Linked DNA regions of Gossypium hirsutum: regions 2 and 3 are each linked to region 1. The links are chromatin contacts, called in public Hi-C maps. All regions are on one chromosome and are shown on one strand. The core of a region is the stretch at or near the end of the contact, and the rest is flanking DNA. Distances in the headings are between cores, read along the strand shown. Region 1 holds the start of LOC107946231 (ATP-citrate synthase alpha chain protein 1). Region 2 holds the start of LOC107928699 (cysteine-rich receptor-like protein kinase 3). Region 3 holds the start of LOC107928689 (cysteine-rich receptor-like protein kinase 2).

The links. A called contact is a pair of places that touch in the nucleus more often than the background predicts.
Region 2: a Hi-C map of leaf shows a contact between it and region 1, with 1.8 times the contacts expected there. The contact joins the promoter of LOC107928699 here to the promoter of LOC107946231 in region 1. A contact is called at or near these places in 2 of 34 Hi-C or Micro-C datasets (both in leaf).
Region 3: a Hi-C map of leaf shows a contact between it and region 1, with 3 times the contacts expected there. The contact joins the promoter of LOC107928689 here to the promoter of LOC107946231 in region 1. A contact is called at or near these places in 10 of 34 Hi-C or Micro-C datasets (callus, hypocotyl, leaf and 2 more).

What each region holds. Positions count from the first base shown.
Region 1 is chrA12:89,633,393-89,636,758 of Gossypium_hirsutum_v2.1, forward strand. LOC107946231 (ATP-citrate synthase alpha chain protein 1) reads left to right here and starts at 1,557. Exons shown (of 13, transcript XM_041083031.1): 1 at 1,557-1,737; 2 at 1,823-1,949; 3 at 2,244-2,420; 4 at 2,509-2,670; 5 at 2,747-2,827; 6 at 3,075-3,126; 7 at 3,222-3,336. The coding sequence starts at 1,851.
Region 2 is chrA12:89,803,491-89,806,856 of Gossypium_hirsutum_v2.1, forward strand. LOC107928699 (cysteine-rich receptor-like protein kinase 3) reads right to left here and starts at 1,776. Exons shown (of 7, transcript XM_041083032.1): 1 at 828-1,776; 2 at 621-734; 3 at 377-516; 4 at 68-278. The coding sequence starts at 1,590.
Region 3 is chrA12:89,764,031-89,767,396 of Gossypium_hirsutum_v2.1, forward strand. LOC107928689 (cysteine-rich receptor-like protein kinase 2) reads right to left here and starts at 1,637. Exons shown (of 8, transcript XM_016859941.2): 1 at 1,122-1,637. All of the region lies in intron 7 of LOC107928690 (cysteine-rich receptor-like protein kinase 2), which reads right to left.

The DNA of each region.
Region 1 (3,366 bases), core at 307-2,806:
TGGCCAAAAGATAAAAAATGTGGTCAAACAAAATGACAAGCAGTTCAGCATAGAAATTTTTTAGAACAGATGTCAACAGCTATATGCGTACGTGGATAAGTATCTATAAGAAAACGTCAACACTTAAATATTCTTTTATTTGTTTTTAAAAACAAAAGGTGAAAATCCTTTTAATTTCTCTAACTGTAAATCAATCGCAACGTATTATCAAAAAACCAAAATAATCTATTTATTTTTTTATTTTATATATAAGATATAATAATAAATTTAATTTTCAATTTTTACATTTTACTTAATTTGATATTTACGCTTTATTTTAGACAATCTTTTTACTTTGAATTAAATTGGACAAATTATGTTACAATTTTACTTTGTTTTTTTATATATCATGTCAATGAATAATTTAAAAACTATAAAGAATATAAAAAATTTATAAAAAATATATATTAAAAAAACTCTTTAATTTTTAAAAATAAACAAAATATAAAAAATTTTGATTTTTTCAATTTTTAATAAAAATAATTTTAAAAATATAAAGAATACATAAAAGTTATAATTTTATTTCATTTTTTCAATAGAAATTCTAAATTTAAAAAAAAAGTTATAATAATTTAAAAAATGAAAAAGAATGTGAAATTTCCAAAAATTATGAAAATCATCTTCAAAATTTGTAAGAAAAATTAATTTTTGATAACTTTTAATTTTTTTTTGGTGAAAATATGAAAAAGTTTAAAATTATTTTAAATTTTGAAGAGGCTGTTTCCATTTTTAAAATTTTTATTTAAAATTTTTGGATTTTTATTAAAAAAATTCAAATTATTATATATAAAATAATATTATATTAATAATAAAAAATTGATATTGAAACAGTATTCGAAACTGAATTTTCATATTCAAAAATTCCAAAATATGGACTGGAATAGGTAGCCTTTAGCCATCACCGTCAAAAAAGGTAATCAACGGTTAAAATTGAATCTTAATTCTTATGTCTTCTTCATGTTACTCTTCTCCATCTTAAAGTTCCAACATTTGGACTGAAAATAGAATAGACTAGTTTTATGACTCACTCATTCAACCAAAACCCATGTTTTTTAAATGAAGCAATTCCTTTATTATTAAATTCCAGGTTTTTTGCATTTCTCTTTTTCTTGTGGTTCATCCGCTAATTTTGACCAAAATTTTTTATAATTTATATAAATATGAAAAACTAAAAATATATCTGAAAACCTTTCATTTAAATATTTTATAATTTATAAAATCTTAAATTAGTAATGATAAAATTACATTTTAATCTCTAAAAATGATAAAAATTTGATTTAATTCTTTAAAATTATAAAAATATAGACTATTAAAATAAATTAATTCTTTAAAATTATATTTTGTTTGAGTGTGTCGGATTATTTTAAAATATCAAAACTTAATAATACTGAATTTTAAAAGAAAAAAAAGACAAATAAATTAATTTGTGATATAATCATCAACCAAAAATTAAAACAACATTTATTTTATGATGACAAAATTTGGTATTAATAATTAATAATTGTTACTTATTTGTTGAAATTTTGGTATGGAGCGGTTAGGTGCGGCATATGTTTGATTTCAGCAATGAACAGAAATAAATAAATACAAGGGAGAAAAAAAAAATATCATCAGCTATAAATTCACCAAACGGAACTAAGGTGACACAACAGAGTTTCGAACGCAGTAGCTCTAACTACCTCCGCCTGTCTTTCAACGGTACTTTTTTCCTCTCATTTTCATTACATATATTCTCTTTGTTTAGATCTGAGTTACAAAGGTTTCAGCTCTGAATTGGTTCCAGAGAAGAGAACAAGAAAAGAAACTAAGAAATGGCACGCAAGAAGATCAGAGAGTACGATTCCAAGAGATTGTTGAAGCAGCACTTCAAAAGGTTTTCCGCCTACGATTTGCCCATCAAATCTGCACAAGTCAGTTCATTTTCTCCTTCTGGATCTCTTTTTCTCATTCAATATTTCCCATTTTCAGCTTTATTTTACTACTATTTTGTTTGCTCAGCAAATTTCAACTGATTTCAAAACAAAGTTAAGATAAATGAACAAACTGTCTGCCTTTCTCTTTTGAGGGAAGAATAACAGTCTGTCTAGATCAGGAAGTTTTGAATAAAGTTTCGGAGGATGTTTATCTTTCCTCGATCCATTAATTGATGATTATTGCGAGTGTTGAATTTCAAATTGTTTGTTTGGTTGTGCTGCTGAGTTTAGGTGACGGAGTCAACTGATTTCAATGAGCTAGTAGAGAAGGAGCCATGGCTTTTGTCGCAGAAACTGGTTGTCAAGCCTGATATGTTGTTTGGAAAGCGTGGGAAGAGTGGTTTGGTTGGCTTGAATCTTGATTTCGCTCAAGTTACTGCATTTGTGAAAGAGCGCCTCGGCAAAGAGGTTCACTAAATTTGTTTTCACCTACCCTTTCATTTGACACTGTAAGGTTTAAGGTTCGACTTTGTGTTTACCTCTCCATGACTTGCAGGTGGAAATGAGTGGATGTAAAGGACCTGTTACAACATTCATTGTTGAACCTTTCATCCCTCACAATGAAGAGTACTACCTTAACATCGTCTCCGAGCGTCTTGGTTGTAGCATTAGCTTTTCAGAGTGTGGAGGAATTGAAATTGAAGAGAACTGGGACAAGGTACTGTAACCTAAACTAGAATTCTTCATCACTTGATCTTTATTTCTTGTATTCTTACAGAGTTACCTTAATACAGGTAAAAACCATATTTATCCCAACTGATTCATCTTTCGCCTCAGAAACTATTGCTCCACTTGTTGCAACCCTTCCCTTGGAGGTAATTTTTCCTAATACTTAATTGCTTTTGTGTGCTCTTCCTGCATCTTGATTGTAGTTTCACAAGTATTTTTGGTCATTAATTTCCAATGTCAGATTTTCCATTTCATAACTTGCGCACATTCCTTCCTTGTCCAACAGACAACTCTAGATGGATTTACCAAATACATCTGAATATATATATATATATATGCATGCTGCAAAATCCGCTCTGAATCTTTGAAAAATTGTATGTTCTTTAATTATAGGTCAAAGGAGAAATTGAGCAGTTCATCAAAGTGATCTTTACTCTATTTCAAGGTATGCCATATATCGGTTTTGAATCTAGTACTATTCATATCAACATTTGGAGCTTAACATTAACTCTTTCATGTTTCAAAATGCCAAAATGTTAGATCTTGACTTTACTTTCCTTGAGATGAACCCTTTCACATTGGTTGAGGGAAAGCCTTATCCTTTGGATATGAGAGGCGAGCTTGATGACACTGCTTCTTTCAAGAACTTCAAGAAGTACATGTTCCCTTTTATCAATAATCTTCT
Region 2 (3,366 bases), core at 526-3,025, 170 kb after region 1:
AACAAGAGGATCCTACATAGAGATATTAAATCAACTCTACCTAAAAAAGAGGTTAGTAAATAACAACCGAAGAGATAATCATGGAGGCTCTGGTTTGACACAAATTCGTAAACAAGAAGACTTTCCGGGCCTGTAATGCTGCATCCCAATAGCTTTACGAGATTTTTGTGATTAATGCCACTGGTTAAATTGACTTCATTGAAGAATTGGTCCACCCATTGCCTTGTATTAAAGAAGAGTCTCTTTATTGCAACAACCTTCCCATTGGGTAAAGTTCCCTGTTTGACAGAGCAATTTAAAACTTGTTAGTTCCTTGAATGACCTTTGGTTATCTCATCTGCTAAGAGAAGTAAAACGTCATGTAACAACACCATACTTTATAAACGGAACCAGATCCTCCTTGTCCCAGCTTGTTGGTGTCGCTAAAGTAATTCGTAGCCTTTTCCAGAGATTCGTATGAGAGATTCAACTTGGACTTGTTCAGGAGGGGTGATAATGCTCCTAGTTGCTTACTCTCTATGCCCAAGGAAAACCAATGAATTTCATATTGCACAATTAAGGTAACCAAAAAAAAAAAAAAAGACATTTCAAGATCTTTAATGACAAGGATCGATCCATACCTTGTCTTTTCTTCACAAGCTTCTTATTCACAAAGAAAATCGCTGTTGCAAAGATCAGTGCTAGAGCCATAGTGGAGAATGTCGTTGCCAGGATAATAGCTAATTTTCTTCTTCCTGACGAACATTGTAACATTATATATTGTGTCAGTGAAAATATTTAAAGCTAAAGAAAAGGAGGAAGAAACATAAACAAAAACTTGAACCTACCTCGATTCCCACCAACTGGTGGAGCAGTTGAATTGTAATAAAACTTATTGGTTGAGTACCTCAAGTAGCAACCAGCATTCAGCACCCTCCCTTCTTCCTTGGGAAGACATGAACTAATCCTAGAAACTGCATTGACCAAGCAATCTTCACAAGCACTCGCATTCACCAATTCCCAGCACTGAGCCAATCCATAAACCGACACATTATTCCCTTTACCCATAGACCCTACGAAGAATCCATCATTCTTTGGAGCTTCCACGGTCAAGTTTCTTACCAACTGCATTACATTTGCTCTAAAACCTGTCTCGTTACTCAAGCCAACATCCTTTGTAGCACAAACAGTTCGGTCTGTTTCACTCAAACTTTCGTCAAAGAAGTTATAATCATCGTACCTTAAATAACAACCATCGTAGAAAAGCCTGCCTCCACGCGTGCCTATCTGAAAGGGGAGACATCTCATGATCTGCGCTTTGCACTGAGCAAAGCAGATGTTACAGTCTCCTTGCTCAAGGTCTTTCATGCACTCGCCAAAGCCGTACACTCTGGTGTCACCGCTTCCTTTGACAACGACGGCGTACCTCTGGCGCACGATGAGCGGCGTAAAGCTGTCCAGCACCGCCAAGAAGTTCGCCACGAAGGATTTGCGCGCCGTTATTGAAGCGGTTGTGTTGGTGCATATCAAAGCAGCCTCGGTAGCTCTTGGATCACAGAGACAAAGTTTTCCAAACAAAAAGAAGAAGAAGAAGAAAACAAGCTGATTCATTAGTAGATGAAAGAGCGATTGAGAGAAGGGGAAAGAGTAAAGAAAAACAAAGGAGGGTTAGAGAGAAAGGTCAATTGTTGAAGAAAGCTGACGGCGTACAACTACAAAATGATCGTGGCACAACTGTGGGAAATAGGAAGGGGAAAACGCGTGAGGCGTCTACAGGGAAGAAACGGAGAAGAATAGACAAAAGTAGGAAAAAGGTAAGGGGACCACCTCTCTGTGTTTGTTTCAGATATGAAAATGAGGAAACTTTTAGCAGGGTGAGTGTTGGGACAAAATTGTCCATGACGTTATGATATTGATTGACTTGGACATTTAGATTTTTTTGTCTTGTTGGGCTCTCTATTTTTAGTCCACTCCAGACGGTGCCATCTTTATCGTGCGTCTTCGCATAGGATCCAAAATAAATGTTTAGCCATATTATTGGTGACTGTATTGGTGACTACTATTTTAAAGTGAAACCAATGAATGAGTGATCTCTTTTTACTTTTTCTTCTCATATTGCTAATTTTTTAGCATAATTAATTGTTAGTTACTCCATCCTTTTCAAACTTCTAAACAAATTATAATTTTTACATCTTTCTACACATCAATTTAGACTTTACACATTTCATTTCACATCTAATATTATTTAGGGTAAATTATAGAATTAGTCACCCATTATTAAGTATATTTCTATTTGGCCTTTCTCTAATTGGTATAATAACATTTTTAGTCCTCAATACTTATATATTCTATCAATTTGATCCTCAAACACGTATAATTAAATATAAATTATATATTATGAAAAAGTACAAAATATTATATTATTTATATAATTATATGTGTTTATATTTAATTATAATTATAAGGCTCAAATATGCATTTAGCCCCCCGAACTTAACACTTTTTTTCTCACTTTGGTACTTATGATTTTTTTTTGTCTCAAGTTGGCACCCGAATTTTCATTCCGTCAAGGGTTTTAGTGTTTTCTTGTAAACAGTGTTAAATATAGGACACATGGCACTCTTAGGTTGTGGCACATGACACTAATGATGTCATAATCTATTTTTTTATAAAAATATTTAAAAAATTAAAAGAAAATATATAAAAATTATATAATTTTTAAAATATAAAAGAAATTATAAAGTATAAAAATATGTGTCTAAAAATTGAAAATATTACAAAAAAAACAAAGAAAACCCCAAAATTCAAGTTAGAAAAATCAAAACCCCAAAAAAATTACTTCTTTTATTGCAAACAAATTAGGTTTCATAGGAAAAATCGGGTTCCTCTATTGATAATTCTATTGACACGATCATGAATGAAGCTTATTAAAATCACAAATTTATTGATTTTTTAGGGGTTATGAGTTTTTAGATTTATCAAAACCACAAATTTACATGGCTTTAATTATATGTGTTTAAATATAAGTATATTGTTGGGGATAAACTCAATTAAGTAACGAACAAGTAAAATATCGAAGAAAATTGAAAAGATTCAACAAAAATATTTTACGTGAAAACCCCCTCCCAAGAGGATAAAAAACAACGGGCAAAGATAATTTCACTATAACGATAAAAACGAAAAGTACAAAGATGGAGATAAAATTAAACTCCGAAACCTAAAATAAGAACGTAAACACAAGTTTCTCTGAAAGCTTGTAAAAGCTAATACCTATATGTGTAATGGGTTATCTTTCTAGGTGAAAAAAGGTCTATTTATAGGCTAAATTTGTATGTCAAATAATTAGATTTTGATTAGAAGAAGAAAACCGAGAAAATTGCATAACAC
Region 3 (3,366 bases), core at 387-2,886, 130 kb after region 1:
GAACCAAGAAAATATATCCAGAACCGACTACCTGAACTGGTTTATCCATTTTTTACGGTTACTTTGAAGGTTAGAGAAGCTAAATCATCTACTACAAGGCTCAAGACATTGGTCAAGTTCCATCAACAGTGAATTTATCAATGAACTGAAAAGAAAATGCAAATCATAGAGATACCAAAGAAAAAGATAAATACAAATTGAGAAATACCAAAGAAATTGAAAAATTGTTGTAAAATTAATTGTCCTTGGCAATTTTGTCAAAGAACTGACCACGAAAGGCGAGAGAAAATGGCCCACCTGGAAAACTAGATTGAATTGAATAAGTAATTAAAAAATATGGCAAGGTATCGTGTTCATATTGGGTCATCTCGAAACAGAGACAAGCTACTCGGCAGTTGTCTGTCATACAAAGGGCTCTTAAATTCAAATTGACTCAACTTGGTCTAAATATTTTATTACCTTTGAACAATAACAGGAGTGAATGTAACCTAATTCAGAAAACACTTTTAACGTATTTAATCCCAATCTAATTATTAAAATTAATACAACTACCAGTTATTGGTGTTTAGAAATGTCGGTACCACCCACGTTTATAGTAGAACACGTTGCAATAGGACCCGATTATTATAAATGTCACGGCATTTTCCAATATTAAAACAAAATTCATATAAAAATGTTTTATTCCTCTTTTAAATTAAAACATGTCATTAGTTTTTTAATATATTTCATCCATGTATGAATATTTGTTTCTTTAAAGAAAACAGATGGTAAGAAATGATTGGAAACCTTTCATAACTTGATAAATAACAATCAAAATTTGGATGGTATAAATAAAAAGAGAAGCTGCAAAAGAAGATCGTTTGGCTTGTTGCACTTGCTGGCTTAACTGAGCCATACCCATAAAAGCATTAATCAACAAAAACAGAAGGCATAGGGTCGGTTGTTCAAAGTTCAAACTGACAATTAATCCCAAATGAATGTAGAATTGTCTGTTTTATTCTTCGACCAAATTATTAATTATGTCTACAACTCAAGATATATCAGATCACATAAACACTTTGATTTAAGACCCAGAAAACAACAACAGATCTACAAATACCATAAACAGAAAAAGAACTTACCTTAAGTGCAATGAACAGCAAACAACTTGACTCGCAGAAAAGAAGAGCAATAATTGGAATGCAGAAGTGGAAGTGAGGATTAGCTTAGGGTTTAAAATTCAAAGCAAGAAGCTGATTTCCTGCGCGTTAGTGAAGCGGTGGGAAGTGGGACGCCAACCTTTTAAGAAACAAGACAAAAGCCAGGCAAGTAAAATAGAGAATAGGAAAAGGGAAGAAAACCACGGTAAGAGAGTTGAATTTTTTTCTTCTTTTATACGAAGAAATTCCCTTGTCTCTGCATATTTCTTGTCACGGAACATGTATTAGTGAATTTTGTGTAAATTAACTCACACTGCTCACTCATCTAAAAGTTCTTTTCAAACAAAATTCAGATGGGTTTTCATAAAGAAATGAAAATTCGTCAAGGAATAGATTCATTGGCCTCTGCCCATTAATTTGGTATGGTGTTTTTATCATTCCATTTTCCAGAAAAGAATATAATAAACAATTATACTATGTTTGGTTAGAGTTTTTATTTTTCATATGTTTCTGTCATTATTTAGTTCTAAACTATTTATAATCGGTAATTTATTAAGCTTTGTGAGCTTGATGTGTTAATTGTTTAAAACGCGTAGGTAAAATAACTATTCTGAGAAGCTATCATGTATTGGGAGAATCACATTTCCATACAAGATTTGATTGGTTTAGAGAATTTAGCTTGTATTAGATGAGCTTAAAATGATATATACATAGATTAAGTGTATTATTTATTACGCTTGTAAGCTTTGTGGTGTTTTCTTCATATGTATAATATTTTCAATATTTTCAAGCTAAAATGGTGTTGAATTCTTTTAACCGTGTTGTCAAGATAAATGTGTGCTTAAATTTGTTTTGAGGTGTCCAAAAGCTTTCAAATTTTAGAATAGTGTTTACTTAGATTTATCTAAATCATTTACATGATAAATTTTGTTAAAAAGAAATTATATAAATGTGAAGATTATCTCAATGTGACACCATTCATCTGTATTGATCATTGATGCGAGTAAGGGGTGTTACATTGACTCTTCGCACAACCTCTAATCACTATGTTAATCGTCATCTTCTCTTACACTATTCTCTTTATATTGACAATTTGGTTTGGTGAGTGTGGTCGGCATGACTCATCCTGTTAGCTTTAATTTTTTAATATTTTGATATAACAAATAATCCATCATCAAAAGTCATATACCCAAGTATTAGCTTTCAGTTCTATTAATTATCAATTAAACACAGGCTTTCAGTATATCAAAATATACGAGTTAGGCGCACATAATCCATCACTTACTTTGGATAGAGGTAAGACACTTTATGAATGTCATTGATGAATAAATCTTTAAACAAATCTAGGATTTATTCTACTTGAGTCTTGTCTAATGTATTGTGAATCCAAACAATCACATTTATATTTTTACATTTTGAGAGTCAGTTGCTACGATACCTAAGACAAAATATTTTCCTAATTGGACTTGATAAATGGCATAATAGGCTTTTAATCAATTTGCTCAATTCCAATTAGACTATGGATCATTTATATTACCTACTAATATAAGCCATCTTATCACATAATAATCTAATCACATAATGCAACTTAATATGAATTAAACATCAAGTAGTCATTGAGCCAATATTTACTTGTTTATTTTTCTTTGCGGGCAAAAATCATTGAAGACAAATACAAACAATATTGATGTAAATAATATAATTTTATTAAATCAATCTGTTCAAAAAAGTACAATTATATATAATAATAATAATAAAACAACTTTAAAGACATTAGATGGTAATAGAGAATTACAAGCTTATGAAAATTTTAGAACTTAAAAGCCAAATCGTGAAAAAGGGTCTTAAAAGGTGTAGATAATTTTAAGTTGTACTCGAAGTTAGTGTTTGTTAATGGGATATTTTTGGTTAATCTCGACGTGTATTTTTTTACTCTTTCGCTGATAGAATTATATGTAAAAAATGTTGCATCACAAACTTTGGAATTAAAGAAGCTGATTTCTTGTATCTACAGCATTATGTTTAAAAGTATTTTCTTCAAACTTGTATTATTTTGAGTGAACTTTCTTTTAAATTTTTATTTGAGGTTGCCCTATGTTAAATTAATAACATTGTTAAACTAAGGGAAATTTAGTGGATTAAAATGGATAAATTTGATATAGAAGGAGTTAAGATTAAAATATTTATTAGGTAATAATTTTTTATGTGTTTTTCAAGGTTAAATGAT